Regions from separate parts of the Sus scrofa genome. Here all the other regions are linked to region 3. The links are chromatin contacts, called in public HiChIP or PLAC-seq maps. All regions are on one chromosome and are shown on one strand. Each heading gives the region's core, a stretch centred on a gene start, on an enhancer-like site or on the middle of the called end of the contact. The rest is flanking DNA. Distances are from core to core; before and after follow the strand shown. Region 1 has its middle 20 kb from the start of LPP. Region 2 overlaps LPP (lipoma-preferred partner). Region 3 overlaps LPP (lipoma-preferred partner). Region 4 overlaps LPP (lipoma-preferred partner).

Evidence for each region. HiChIP or PLAC-seq counts read pairs in DNA pulled down with a chosen protein or histone mark.
Region 1: a contact with region 3 is called in an H3K27ac HiChIP or PLAC-seq map of alveolar macrophages. The contact joins two enhancer-like sites. A contact is called at or near these places in 2 of 2 datasets of contacts at active chromatin or transcription factors (alveolar macrophages and skeletal muscle).
Region 2: an H3K27ac HiChIP or PLAC-seq map of alveolar macrophages shows a contact between it and region 3. The contact joins two enhancer-like sites. A contact is called at or near these places in 1 of 47 Hi-C or Micro-C datasets (heart right ventricle) and 1 of 2 datasets of contacts at active chromatin or transcription factors (alveolar macrophages).
Region 4: a contact with region 3 is called in an H3K27ac HiChIP or PLAC-seq map of alveolar macrophages. The contact joins two enhancer-like sites. A contact is called at or near these places in 2 of 2 datasets of contacts at active chromatin or transcription factors (alveolar macrophages and skeletal muscle).

What each region holds. Positions count from the first base shown.
Region 1 is chr13:125,760,360-125,763,556 of Sscrofa11.1, forward strand. No RefSeq gene overlaps it. Among named protein-coding and RNA genes, the nearest start is that of LPP, 20 kb to the right of the region's middle. Within about 2 kb of position 1,347, at least 9 of the 83 cell types and tissues checked have an H3K27ac peak or open chromatin away from gene starts, as enhancers often do. A contact at or near this core is called in alveolar macrophages, where this site is marked.
Region 2 is chr13:126,198,800-126,201,798 of Sscrofa11.1, forward strand. All of the region lies in intron 5 of LPP (lipoma-preferred partner), which reads left to right. Among named protein-coding and RNA genes, the nearest start is that of MIR28, 82 kb to the right of the region's middle. Within about 2 kb of position 1,417, at least 2 of the 83 cell types and tissues checked have an H3K27ac peak or open chromatin away from gene starts, as enhancers often do. A contact at or near this core is called in alveolar macrophages, where this site is marked.
Region 3 is chr13:125,975,646-125,979,047 of Sscrofa11.1, forward strand. The region is part of intron 2 of LPP (lipoma-preferred partner); the gene reads left to right. Among named protein-coding and RNA genes, the nearest start is that of LPP, 190 kb to the left of the region's middle. Within about 2 kb of position 1,581, at least 14 of the 83 cell types and tissues checked have an H3K27ac peak or open chromatin away from gene starts, as enhancers often do. A contact at or near this core is called in alveolar macrophages, where this site is marked.
Region 4 is chr13:126,169,076-126,172,249 of Sscrofa11.1, forward strand. All of the region lies in intron 5 of LPP (lipoma-preferred partner), which reads left to right. Among named protein-coding and RNA genes, the nearest start is that of MIR28, 110 kb to the right of the region's middle. Within about 2 kb of position 1,531, at least 4 of the 83 cell types and tissues checked have an H3K27ac peak or open chromatin away from gene starts, as enhancers often do. A contact at or near this core is called in alveolar macrophages, where this site is marked.

The sequences.
Region 1 (3,197 bases), core at 97-2,596, 220 kb before region 3:
CAAGTTTGAAAACCCCTGAATTTATGACTCTAGTCAGCACTAAAGAATCTTTTTATTACAAACCACAAAAGATGCTGAAAGTAGTTGGTAAACTATGAACTGGACTCAAAATGTAAAAATCATTATGAATTATTTTGAAAAGCCAAGTCTTTGTAAATCCTGAGTATGTAGTTACTTCATCCTCACAAAAAGCCAGCGCCTCTGCAGTTAAAAATCTGTTCCTCAGAACCATCCGTTACATTATTTTTCTCTGTGGTGAGCTTGTGCCCACAGTCTAAAATGGACACTTTCATTTCAGACCCATTTTATTTTATTTTATTTTATTTCCATTTTTAATTTTTTACTTTTTAGAGCCACACCTGTGGCATATGGAAGTTCCCAGGCTAGGGTTACGCCACAGCCACAGCGACGCCAGATCCCAGCCACCTCTGTGACCTACACTGCAGCTTGTGGCAATGCATGATCCTTAACCCACTGAGTGAGGTCAAGGATGGAACCTGCATCCTCATGGATGCTAGTCAGGTTCATAATCTGCTGAGCCACAATGGGAACTCTTCAGACCCATTTTGAAAGGCCCAGAGAGCTTGTCAACAGTCCAGATATCTTCACTAAAATAAGGGCTACTATTTCTTTCAGTGTTATGCATTATACGTATCCTTTAGTCTATGCTATGTAATAAGCCCGTTCAAAACCTTAGTGACCTCAAACAGTCATTAGCTCACAATTCTCGTGGTCAGTGATTCGGGCTGGGTTTAGCTGTGTGGTCATTCTGATGACCTTGCCTGGATACACTCATGCAATTCCAGTCAATTGGCAAGTCTGCTTGGAGCTGATTGCTGCTGGCTTATAGCAAGGCTGTGTGCCTGCATTGTTTAGCAGGTTAGCTCAGGCTTTTTCACATAGAGTTGAGTTTTATACAAAGAGAGAGAGGGCAAAAGCAGAAGCTGTGAGGTTTCCCAAGGCCTAGACTCAGAAGTTGCAAAACATTGGAGTTCCTGTTGTGGCTCAGTGGTTAACAAATCTGACTAGGAACCATGAGGTCATGGGTTCGATCCCCGGCCATGCTCAGTGGGTTAACAATCCAGCATTGCTGTGAGCTATGGTGTAGACTGCAGACGCAGCTCGGATCCCGCATTGCTATGGCTATGGCATAGGCCGGTGGCTACAGCTCCAATTAGACCTCTAGCCTGGGAACCTCCATATGCCGAGGGAGCGGTCTTAGAAAAGGCAAAAAGACAAAAAAAAAAAAAAAAAAAAAAAGAAGTTGCAAAATATATGGCTGCTGTATTCTTGTATCAGTCAAAGTCATGAGGCCAGCTAGATTCAAAGGGTGACTAAGTAAATTCCTCTTCTTTGTGGGAGGAAGAGCAAAGTAACATTGTAAAGAGACTATTGTAGCTCTCTTTGCAAACACAGTACACCTCTAACCAATGTCAGTTTTTGCTTAGAGATACTACAATTGATTTTCTTACTCCTTGATATTTCAACAAGGTCTAACATATGATAAATGCAGTTTGGGATCCAAAATACATACAAGTTGTAGAGAGAGTGAAAATAAATCAGAATTCTTCAGTCATCGGTGCTACTGTAAAGCCTAATCTCCTGCCCACAGTGTCTTGAGGTCTGGCCTGTGCATCTGCTTGCCTCATTAACCTGAGGCTTCTCTTAGGATTGCAGTTTGTCACATGTTACTGGGAAATGACCCATGAAATTTCCTCTGCTGGAGGTCTCTTAACCCATGCATGGTAGAGCCAATGAAGTCTTTAGAAATGTCCTGTGCTTGCTCCTTGCTAGCAACAATTATCTGTCCATAAATGAAATTTGCCTCAGAGAGAAGTGGTCAAATTTATAAAAACATAAAAATGGGGAGTTCCTGTTGTGTCTCAGCAGAAACGAATCATAATTACCCCTCAGACTCTGGTTCAATGGATCTAGAGTAGGTATTCACAGAGTAGTAGAGAATATAAGGTATGAACAGGAAGGAAAATGTAATAAAATTGCTTTTAATATAATAAAAATGTGATAGAAGAGGTATAGCAAAAGCACTGTAGGTATTCAAAAAAAGGAAGATATTTTTAGCTGGAGAGGGAGAAATCTAGAAAGACTTTCTAGAGAAAGAAAACTTTGACTTGAACTTGAGCAGTTGAGATATATTACAGATGTACTGAGGGATCACCTATGGTTGAATGAAGAAAATAGAATGTCTCTATCTCTGGGGATGCAGCAGTGCTGATGATTGGTCTCTGGCCTGTGTTGGCCACAGCAAAGTGTTAGAAGGAGACCTCTCTTGACACCTTTTTTTTTTTTTTTTTTTTTTTTTTTTGCTTTTTTGGGCTTCACCTACAATATGGAAGCTCCTAGACTAGGTGTTGAATTGGAGTTGGAGTTGCAGCTACTGACCTACACCATAGCCACATAGCTGCAGCAATAGCAATGCAGGATCCAAGCCATGTCAGTGACATACACCACAGCTTATGGCAAGGCTGGATCCTTAACCCACTGAGCCAGGCCAGGGATGGAACCCACATCCTCATGGATACTGGTTGGATTCGTAACCTGCTGAGTCACAACAGAAACTCCTTTTGATATTTCTTATCTGCCACATATTTGAATGTCAACTCAAAGTCATTGATATGAATTCCAGAAGACATGACACATACATACATGGAAACCATCCCTAAACCATAAAATTGGAAATAAATGCTAGCTGTTTGTGTTCTAGTAGATTATGCGTTTCATATCATCCAGTTTACACAGCATAACTATGGCCCTAACAGATTATCAATAAAATTCACATGGAATGAATTAAAAATTGGTCACTTAATTGGATCTGGGGCTACACATTGCGAAGACTGACTTGCCTGACTCAGAACTAGAGTGCAAGAAAACTTCATTGTTGATGGTTTGTCATGATGATGATGGAGTTTCTCAGAGGCTAGGACTGCTGAGTCATGGGGGCTCATACACTGACAGTAAGGCAAAAGGTTATTTGGGGACAGCTGTAGCTGCAGAAGGTGTGTCTCCACTTGAGAAGGCAAACAATCAGAGGTGAAGCCTTTAGCTCTAGGTTGCTCTGGAAAAAATAAGGAATACTATAGCAGAAACTAGGTGATGTGCAAATCAAGAAAGATTCAGACTGCGCATTCTTGTAAATATTAAGCATTATTAATAGTTACAGTACTTTGACATTATAGTAT
Region 2 (2,999 bases), core at 167-2,666, 220 kb after region 3:
GAATCACTTTCTCTAGAATGAAGGGTTCATTGATGTTGAAGAAGTGTAGACATTGGGAGCCCAGTTTGGATGCTGATGGATAATTCCTGGTGGGAGGTGGCTACAGCAGAGGAAACAGGGAAGTATTTGAATTCTAAATTTCCTATTTAGGGAATAAGATCAACAGGATTTTTTACTTGAATGGGATGTGAGGGAGAGGCTCAAGAAGGACTCCTAGTGTTCTCATTTGAACAATACTGAGGTGGATGTGAAAAGCAGACAAAAAGCATGAAAATTAGATTCAAGGAGGAAGATGAAGTAGTTTTTAACATCTTAAGCTTGAAGAGCACATGAGACATCCAAGTAAATACATGAAATAGAATTGAATATTTGGGCCTAGCATTTCAAGTACAGATGGATTCTGGAGAGAGAAGGTCAAGAGATTCTTCATAATATAGAAGGTATTTCAAGTGTGGGCAAGGTTGTGGCAAGAGTTAATAGAGAGAGTTAAGGGAGGTCTTGTGTCAGATAAAGAGAATCATTATTCATCATCCTTTGGGCACTATGTTGACTAGTATCAGTAGCACTTTGGTAGAAAGACTAGAAAAGCACTTCTAGCAAAAAGCTAGAAAGAGCCTGAATTCTTGCTGTCATTGTTGAACAGGCATAGTGGTTCTTGGCTGCCCTTCCTATTACAAAAGATAAATCTCTATATGTTTCAGACCATGATAACTTGATTTTCTGTAGTTTACAGTGTGACTTCTTCCCAACTTATAAACACACAAGACAATCATTAAAACACTAGACGGTAATTTATTTTATTTTTTTTTGGCTGCACCCGCCACATATGGAGGTTCCCAGGCTAGGAGTCAAATCATAGCTGTAGCTGGTGGCCTACACCACAGCCACAGCCATGCCAGATCCTTAACCCACTGAGCGAGGCCAGGGATTGAACCCACAACCTCATGGTTCCCAGTCAGATTTGTTTCCACTGTGCCACGACGGGAACTCCTAGCAGGCAATTATGTTAATGGAGGTATCTACAAAGCCCATTGGAAATATAACTGAAAGACCATAGAAAAAACTCAAAATCCTTCCAGGGGATTTATATGTCTTTTTATGTTTTTATTTTCCTGTTAATTATTTTATAAACATCTTTAATATATAAAGTTAATGGGAGGAGGATAGTGTCCTAGGATGTCTCTCTATCCCCCAGGAGTTAATCTGGTAGAGAAGCCAATCCATAATCAATAACTATTGAATGGATGTCTCCAGACTTCCAGAAAGACTTTACGGAAGAGGCACAATTTGATTTGAGACTCGAAGAATCAGTAGCCAACTGCCAGACAGAAATTGACTGAGCAGCAGGGAAGAAACATGGTGAACAGTCATAAAGAAGAAATCAGAGACTGTAGAAGGAAGTTGTGGCTGACAAGCAAGAGTACATACATAAGTGTATGGTCTATTCTTGTCTTTATGTAAGCCTAATATTGCTGGAGTGTATGCTGTGTGTGATGGAGGAAATAAGGTGGTGGCTGGACAGGAAGGCAAGGGCTAGATTGGAAAGTCCTTCTAAAGTGTATTAAAAACAGTGCAACATGATAAAAAGAGTTCAACACAAGGCGGAGTCATTGGCAAATCCAGATCAGCAGAGAGCCAGGATCCAGTATTTACGTCAGAGAGATCACACTTGTCAGTATTGCGGAGGAGATATGGGAGAGAGGTGAGATTAGATCATGGCAATAAACAGTTCAGGGTGATGAGAAGGGTCGGAACTAGGGAAGAGAAAGTGAGACTGGGGTAAAGTACAGGGATTCCAGAAATAATCAGATATTATTTAGAAGACGTAGTAGAAGGTTAGAGTAGGAGTGTGTGTGTGCATGTGTATGAACCTGTGGGGTGTGTCCAGGGAATGGGTGGGTTGGGTAAGATGGATAGAGGAATGTGAGATGTGATCTTGAATTGGACAAAAGGAAGCTGTGGATCTGCTCCCTAATATGAGCCAGAGAGGTGCTCTCATGGCCCCTTGACTATCCTTGTCGCCTGGCCACAGTCAGTTCTGCCTGGTAGAGGAGACATCCATTCAAAAGTTACTGATTATTCATCAGTCTCTCTACCAGACTACTAACTCCTGGGGAACAGGGAAGCATGCACTACTCATTCTAGGACACTATCCTCCCATTAACCTCACTGTGCTTTCCATGCTTAAGAGGCTTGGAAATCAATTAATGGAAAAATAACCACGTAAAAAGACTGCTACAGCAATTCAATTCTCAGGAAAAAAAAATTGTATATGCATATATATGTATATCTGTGTGAGTATAATTTTTAAAATGTGTTTGGTTTTTAAAATAAATGTTAAATCATGATAAAACTTTAAGAATTCCTGCAAAAACAAAAAAGAAATGAAATGCCAAAAATAAATATTCGAAAGTGCCAATGAATCCAGTAAGTAGAAAAGATTTGCTGTGTATTTAATTGAATATGTGGGCCAGGAAAGTGTTGCCATAGCTTTCTTTTTACCACGAAGAACATAAATAAATATGCTTTAAGATGATTCCTGTTCTTTACCCCTTCCACCTCCAATGAGGTAAAAAAAGAGAAAAAATATATAGCTAAATGTGCTATTTTCACACACATAGTTATGAAATAGAAAATACTCAGAAACATGCCGGCATATACACAGCAGACTTCATAATAAAATTGTGGAAAAACTTCATCTAGTGAGCTATTTCCTAGAAGAAAGCAATGGCGTCTGAAACTGTGCTCCGATGCCTTCCTTCAAAGAATTGAGGAATGTTTAAGTTGTGTGTGTGTGTGTGTGTGTGTGTGTGTGTGCGCGCGCATGCGCGCGCATCTACATGTTCATCAAGAAAGAAAAAGTAAAAGAGAAATTTGTTGAAAAAAAGTTGCTTCTAAGTGGTTAGGTCTATATTCTTTTTTGTTTACTTTATGAATATGATTGGTTTTCGTCTTGACAGTATATGACTTTTCAAGTATCTGTTTTGGGGGCAGACTCT
Region 3 (3,402 bases), core at 331-2,830:
CTCAGTAGTAATGAATCCAACTAGGATCCATAGGATGCGGGTTTGATCCCTGGCCTAGCTCAGTGGTTAATCAATCTGGCATTTCAGCTGTGGTGTAGGTCACAGATGTGGCTTGGATCTGTCATTGCTATGGCTGTGGCATAGACCAGCAGCTACAGCTCCAGTTCGACCCCTAGCCTGGGAACTTCCATATGCCACCGTGCGGCCCTAAAAAGATTTAGAAAAATGCATATTTAGTTAGGTGTGAGTACTTTGCCTCATTAACTCACTTAATCCCCATAATCCCCCTCTGAGGAAGGTATTGCTATTACTGCCATTTCACAGATGAAAAATTGAGAACCAGAGAGTTTATCTAGGACTTGAACTCAGATAGTCTGTCTCTAGCAACTCCACTTCTAACCACTAAGCTACATTTACTCCATACTATGAGTATAATTATACCTGCCTGTTCTTCCTCCCAGCATGTTGTAGGGATGAACCAAGATGACAGGTGTGAAAGTATTAGGAAAGGGGTGAACCAACTGGTGAAGGTGAGACAGCACACAGATAACTATCATTTAAGGTAGAAAGTGGAAACTTGCTGAGAAAGTTCAGTGAGGAGCAAAGAACGATTACTTCCAACTGGTGTGGAGGGCAGGGGATTAAGGAAGGCTTCTTGGGGGAAGTGACATTTGGGTTGGCCTTGAATTAATAGGATTTTGATAAAGGGGATGCTTCCTAAGCAAATGGAATGAATAACATAATAGAGGCACCGATGTGCAAAGTGTTGAAAAAGAAGGCATTAGTTTATCGAATTAGCAGATTCTTTGTAAAACAGCGTGCACAGAGTAATGGGGAAGGGAAAGGGCTTGTGGAGGAAGAGGAGGATGCGGTGAGTATAGATAATGAATGGGAAGGTGAAGAAGCATAACAAAAATGCTGCCACCTTCTTAATCTTTCTGGGAATGGACTCTAAGCAAACGGATGATCCCTGCCTTATCTATATCATGCGCTGACGTATTGTTTTCTCCTGCATGGTCAGTAAATAGTAGTCCAAGGAGATACCACTCTTAAAATTGGTCCCTGTAAGCCTGGAGAATGCGGCATACTCTGGCGCCCTCTTAGGTACTGACAAAGTACATTAGCTTGCTAAATCTTTCAGGAAACCCTGTGGGACAGCGGTCAGCTTGCTTTCAATTGACTCTGGAACTTGGTTTTTCCCTTTGAGCAACCCTAGTTAATATCCCCCTGTAGACAGACTCTTGGAGACCTCCAGCCAACCTGCTGGACTGATTCATGTCTGCTTTCCAAGAGATCATCTGGGAATGGACCTAGATCCATTTTCAGGCAGCCCAGAGTCCCATTCTGAAAGAAGAAGTTACACAGAGCACTTTTGCCTGTAGAAGTGGTTATGTGTCATTTAGAAAGAAAGCTGTGCTCAAGATAACCTTGAGAACCTGCAGCCCCTCTGAAAAAAGTAAGAGTGAGAAGCAGGAAGTGAAGGAGCTGTAGGTCTTAAAATGGAATGTGGCTGAGTGTGATGCTTCATAACCACGGGACCTCCCCCAGCAGGCTGCCCTGTGAACTTTTATGAGAAAACATCCTCCAAATCAGTCACTTACCAACCAGCCCGAGAGAGGACCCAATGCCTAGCTCACTCTCACGAACTGCAGTGGCCTGGAAGAGAAAGAAAGTCAGTGTACTGTGTTGAGTGTCCACTCTGTGCCGGACATCACATTTGGAGTCATTGTGTAGAACTGTTTTATTTAATCTTCTCAATAGTTCAACTGGGTTAGGATCATTAATCTCTTCTTGTACAGATGAGGACACTGAATCAAGGGTGCCTCACTGGTGCTAAATAGATCTTGTTTTACACCTTGGCCCTTTGCCATGGTTCTTTCCATCCTTGTCTGTCTGGTGAACTTGTGTTTCTCCAGGTTGTAAAAGAGGTTCTCTTCTGAAGACCTTCTAAACCCTGAGGGACCTCTTGTCCTGCATCACATGATGCTTTTGTTGCTTAGGTCTACATACTTTCTCTCAAGATTTAAACTTTGGGCCTGAGTGGTTCTAGAGACTGCTCTGCTTGCATTCAGCTTTCTCTAGTTCAAGATTTCACCCCAGGTTTATTCGGACCCTGTCCTTCACAGGATACTACCTTCCCAGCCCAGTGTTCTGAACCTTTTTTTGCTGACATTTCTTGAATTTTCTGGATTCTAGGCCTCCTAATTTTTCATGTTGTCCCCCCTCCCCAACGCCCTTCCCCCCTTCCCCCTTTTTAGCCTACCTGTAACCGTCTTGTTATTTACTCAGGTCTGACTTTTACTTTCAAGCAACACTTTTCAAACTTTCTATGCATTGGAATCACCTGGGCAGTCTGTGCCTCAGAGGTTATTGTCCTGGAGGCCTGAGAACACAGTGTGGAAAAATTTATATTTCTAACAAGCTCCGAAATGATTCTGAAATTGTCAGTTTGTGGGCTTGCTTTGATTAATACATCTTTAAAGGACAGTTCAAGACCCCTGTTTTCCAGGAAATTTAACTATCTTTACCCGAAGTGGTTTATTTCTTCCTTTCTCTCTCTCTCTCTTTCTCTTTCCTTCTTTTATGTTTTAAGAGAACCCATCTGAGGCTCTATCCAATTAGATAACTTCCCTAGGGCTCCATTATCAACTTCTTGTGCTTGATTAAACACTTCAGATAAGAGAGACAATGTTGAATAAGTGAACACAAGTTTAGTTGGAGAATCTCGAGAATCCTGAATTCACATCTTGTCATTACTTCTTATGAGCTGTGTGTTTTGGGGCAAATCACATCTTGTAGAGTTGAATCTCTTCATCTCTAAAACAATTATTCCATTTCTTCCTGCTGCAGAAGCTCATGAAAAACATCAAATGAGAGAGTAGATATATAAGTGCAGTACAAATGCAACAATGTTCACAGTAAATTATTGTTGGTGTTTTGTTTGTATAGTTGACTCACTTTATCATTAATTATGAGGCATGAAAGAAATGGCTTTGTTTTTTAATGAGATGTGGGTTGGAAGGTGGGGCTGAAGTGGTGCTGAGATTTTAGGAAAGCTGTTTTTGGTTTCTGAAAATGATTCTCACACCAATGGTTGTGGGCCTGTGCTCACATCAGAAAAGCAATGTGCATTTTTATTGGACTTCTTCAAACTATGATAATGATTATGAAAATTGTGTTCATTTTCTGAACTTCTCATGTAAACCTGAGAAGACTGATGAAATACTAATAGTGGTTGTCATTTACAAGGGTTTGTAAGATTGCTAGTGGGTAAATTTATAAGTCCTTATATTTCTGTTTTAAATTCTTTTATTTAAAAAATTTATTTTTTAATTATAGTTGATTTACAGTGTTGTGCCAAATTATGCTGTACAGCAAAGTGACCCACTTACACACACACAC
Region 4 (3,174 bases), core at 281-2,780, 190 kb after region 3:
ACATGGATTTAAGATTTTCCAGGCTCCTTTGAGAAGTTTTCAGGGTCTTTCCCTCCAAAGCAGTAAACTGAAAAGAAGAAGCCCCCCGCCCTTTTTTTTTTCTAGTTTTTTAGGCCTCTGAATATCTAGGTTTAAAGACATCTGCTGTAGCCTCTTTTTTTTTTTTTTGGTCCTTTGTCTTTTCTGCAGCTGCACCCGTGGCATATAGAGGTTCCCAGGCTAGGGATCAAATCGGAGCTGTAGCTACCAGCCTATGCCACAGCCACAGCAACACGGGATCTGAGCCACGTCTGTGATCTACATCACAGCTTATGGCAACGCGGGATCCTTAATGCACTGAGCAAGGCCAGGAATCAAACCCTCAAACTTCATGGTTCCTAGTCAGATTCATTAACCACTGAGCCATGACGGGAACTCCTTCTCTTTCTCTCTCTCTTTTTTTTTTTTAACGTTAGTTGGAGCTTTAAATGTAACAATTATTAAGTCCCCTGTTTTATCCTTGTAACAACCCTATGAGACAGATACCATGACTATACTCATTTTACAGATGAGGAATCAAGACCCAGAGGAGTTTTGTTTTTTATTTATTTGTTTTCCCTTGAAATAATACTGCTGGAATGTGGCAGGCCTGGGATATTGAGTCCAGTCAATTTTCACTCATTTGCTTTTGGTATATATAGCTAGCTCTCTTCAGCATAAATTCTTGACCTCTCATTTGATGCTGACTCTCCCCAAACTCTTAATCTTTGTGCTACTAGGTGCATTTTATCTGTGGCAAGAACACGGTTACCCTGGAAACTCACTAGCTCGAATGGCAATCCAATTATAGCACCGCAGCTCTGGTTTATTAAATTAGCATTGCTGATGACGTGGACTTCTTGATTGAATGATGCTAAGAAATGGGTTCTCACCAGTTGTTCTTGCCTCTTGGAACCATTTGGGTTCATTCTCTCCCCCCTTCCCCCCCCCCACAAAAAAAAGTTACTTTGTGTGATTGATTGGACTGGAGATACCCTAGGATTGTCTTTTTTGGACCTTGGGCTTTCAGCAGTAGAGTAGCTGGAGATGCATAAAAGGAAGCCTGACTGGATTCTGCCTGCCTTTTGAGTAGCCACCTCCACCTAACCCCAGCCTCCTGATGTAGGGCCCTGGTTTGAATGGCTGAGGCTCATGGTCATCTGTTTGTATGGTTGTTATTTCCACTTCAGCCCATTGTGTAGCTGCAGATTTGGTTCAGGAAAAGATGCAGCTCTTTGATAGACTTTGGCTCTTTACAGACCTCTGATAGACCAAGAATTTGCTTTGGTTCACATTGATTTGGTTTGTGAGTTTCCTTTAAATACACAGAATTTAGATGAATTGAATATAGTCAGAATTGAATATAGTCAGTGCTTAGCCCAGTGACACCAGCTTGGAGGAAATGATGTTCTTTATGCTAGTGGGCTCTCAGCTTCCTGAAGTGGTAACAGGTAGGCTGGTAGAATTTTGTGTTACTTCCTTCCAGTGTCACGCACTATGCCAGGCGCACTTCCTATTACCCCGGTGAGTTTCATCAGCTCTATTATTAGCTCCATTATAGAGGAGGTAAAGGAAGAGCTAGAAGAGAGGGCTTGCTCATTTGCTGGGTTGTGCAGGGATGATGAGTTTGAGCACAAGTTCCTAACTTACAGTCCAGTGTTCTTTCCTTTATACCATAGTGTGTCAAGGTCAATCTTCTGTATCTCAGAAAACAAAACAAGGATTAAAAGCACTGCATCTGAATTCTTGAAGAACTAGTGTAGCTGGTATCTTTGGGGCTCATTTCCATGAGGAAAAATGGAACAATAATGATATTGGATAAAAATATTGAGTGGTAAAGAAATGAGTGAGAATATTTTATCAGCCACAAAATGGTAATCTCATGTAAGGTTGTAGTGTTACACTTGTAATTACCCAGCTGTCTCTCACATTCACTCCTGTCTCTACCCCAGTACTTTCTAGTTGTGTAAAACTTAATCTGAGAGTACTTTAGGTATTCCTTATCTATAGTTGTAGTTTTATATATAAGTATAATACTTATACTTCCTTATGTAGTATTCTGTGTCTATAGTTGTAGGGATTTAGATTTTTAAAATCCTAATTCTTTTATTTCCCTGACAGTATTAAATTCTTCTCTAATTTACTCTGAGAAATAACACCCTAGATACTTCCACATCTATTGTATTTTTCTCTTAATTAGGTATGGATCTATGTATTACTTGAATTGTGACATGTAATTATGTATGAATATTTAATAGCATTTAAAGTGATGTGTACACTAAGTTATTTCTGGGGTTGTAGGAGATAAGACTTCTTTCTTACACTTCTCTACATATTTTTTCTTTTTCTTTTAGGGCCGCATCTGTGGCATAAGGAAGTTCCCAGGCTAGGGATCCAGTCAGACCCTATGCCAGACCTATGCCAGATCCCAGCAACATCTGCAACCCATGCCACAGCTTGCAGCAATGCTGGATCTTTAACCCACTGAGCGAGGCCAGGGATCGAACCCACATCCTCGAAACTAGTTGGGTTCTTAACCCACTGAGCCACAACAGGAACTCCCTCTACATATTTTTTAAGTTTCTATAATTAACCTACTTTGCTTTTGCTTTACATGTATATTGTAATTTATATAAATATTTCTATAAATGGGTACATAATGTTTATTTTCATAAATTTGAATAAATGTATGTACACCCAGAGAGTATTTTGGCAAAGTATAACATCTTTTAACAATAAACATCTGACAAGGCAAATTTAAAAACTATTGATTTTTCTATCCCTCCCTTTCTCTCTCACTTTTCCCTTTTTCTCCACCTCTTCTACCTACTTATCTATCTATCTAATCTCTCCCTTCACCCCCTTTTCTTTCTTTTATCCCTGCCCAGCACCTTTTTAGCACTTTTCAGAATAGAAACTAAAACAATAGAAAGTAAAATGATCTTAAATATAATGTTTTAGAAAAATAGAATGTTTTTTGAGAGGAGACGGCTTTTTTGGATCCATATATCATTCTGGTACTTTTATCTATCTCAAAACAAAAGTAGAATTGTGATTTTTAATACTAATTTCAATTTTTAATGAATAGACTTTCCTTTCCAACCACTCTGATGAGAGGGAACAGAACACAAACACAAACCTGTTGGTTCTAGTAAC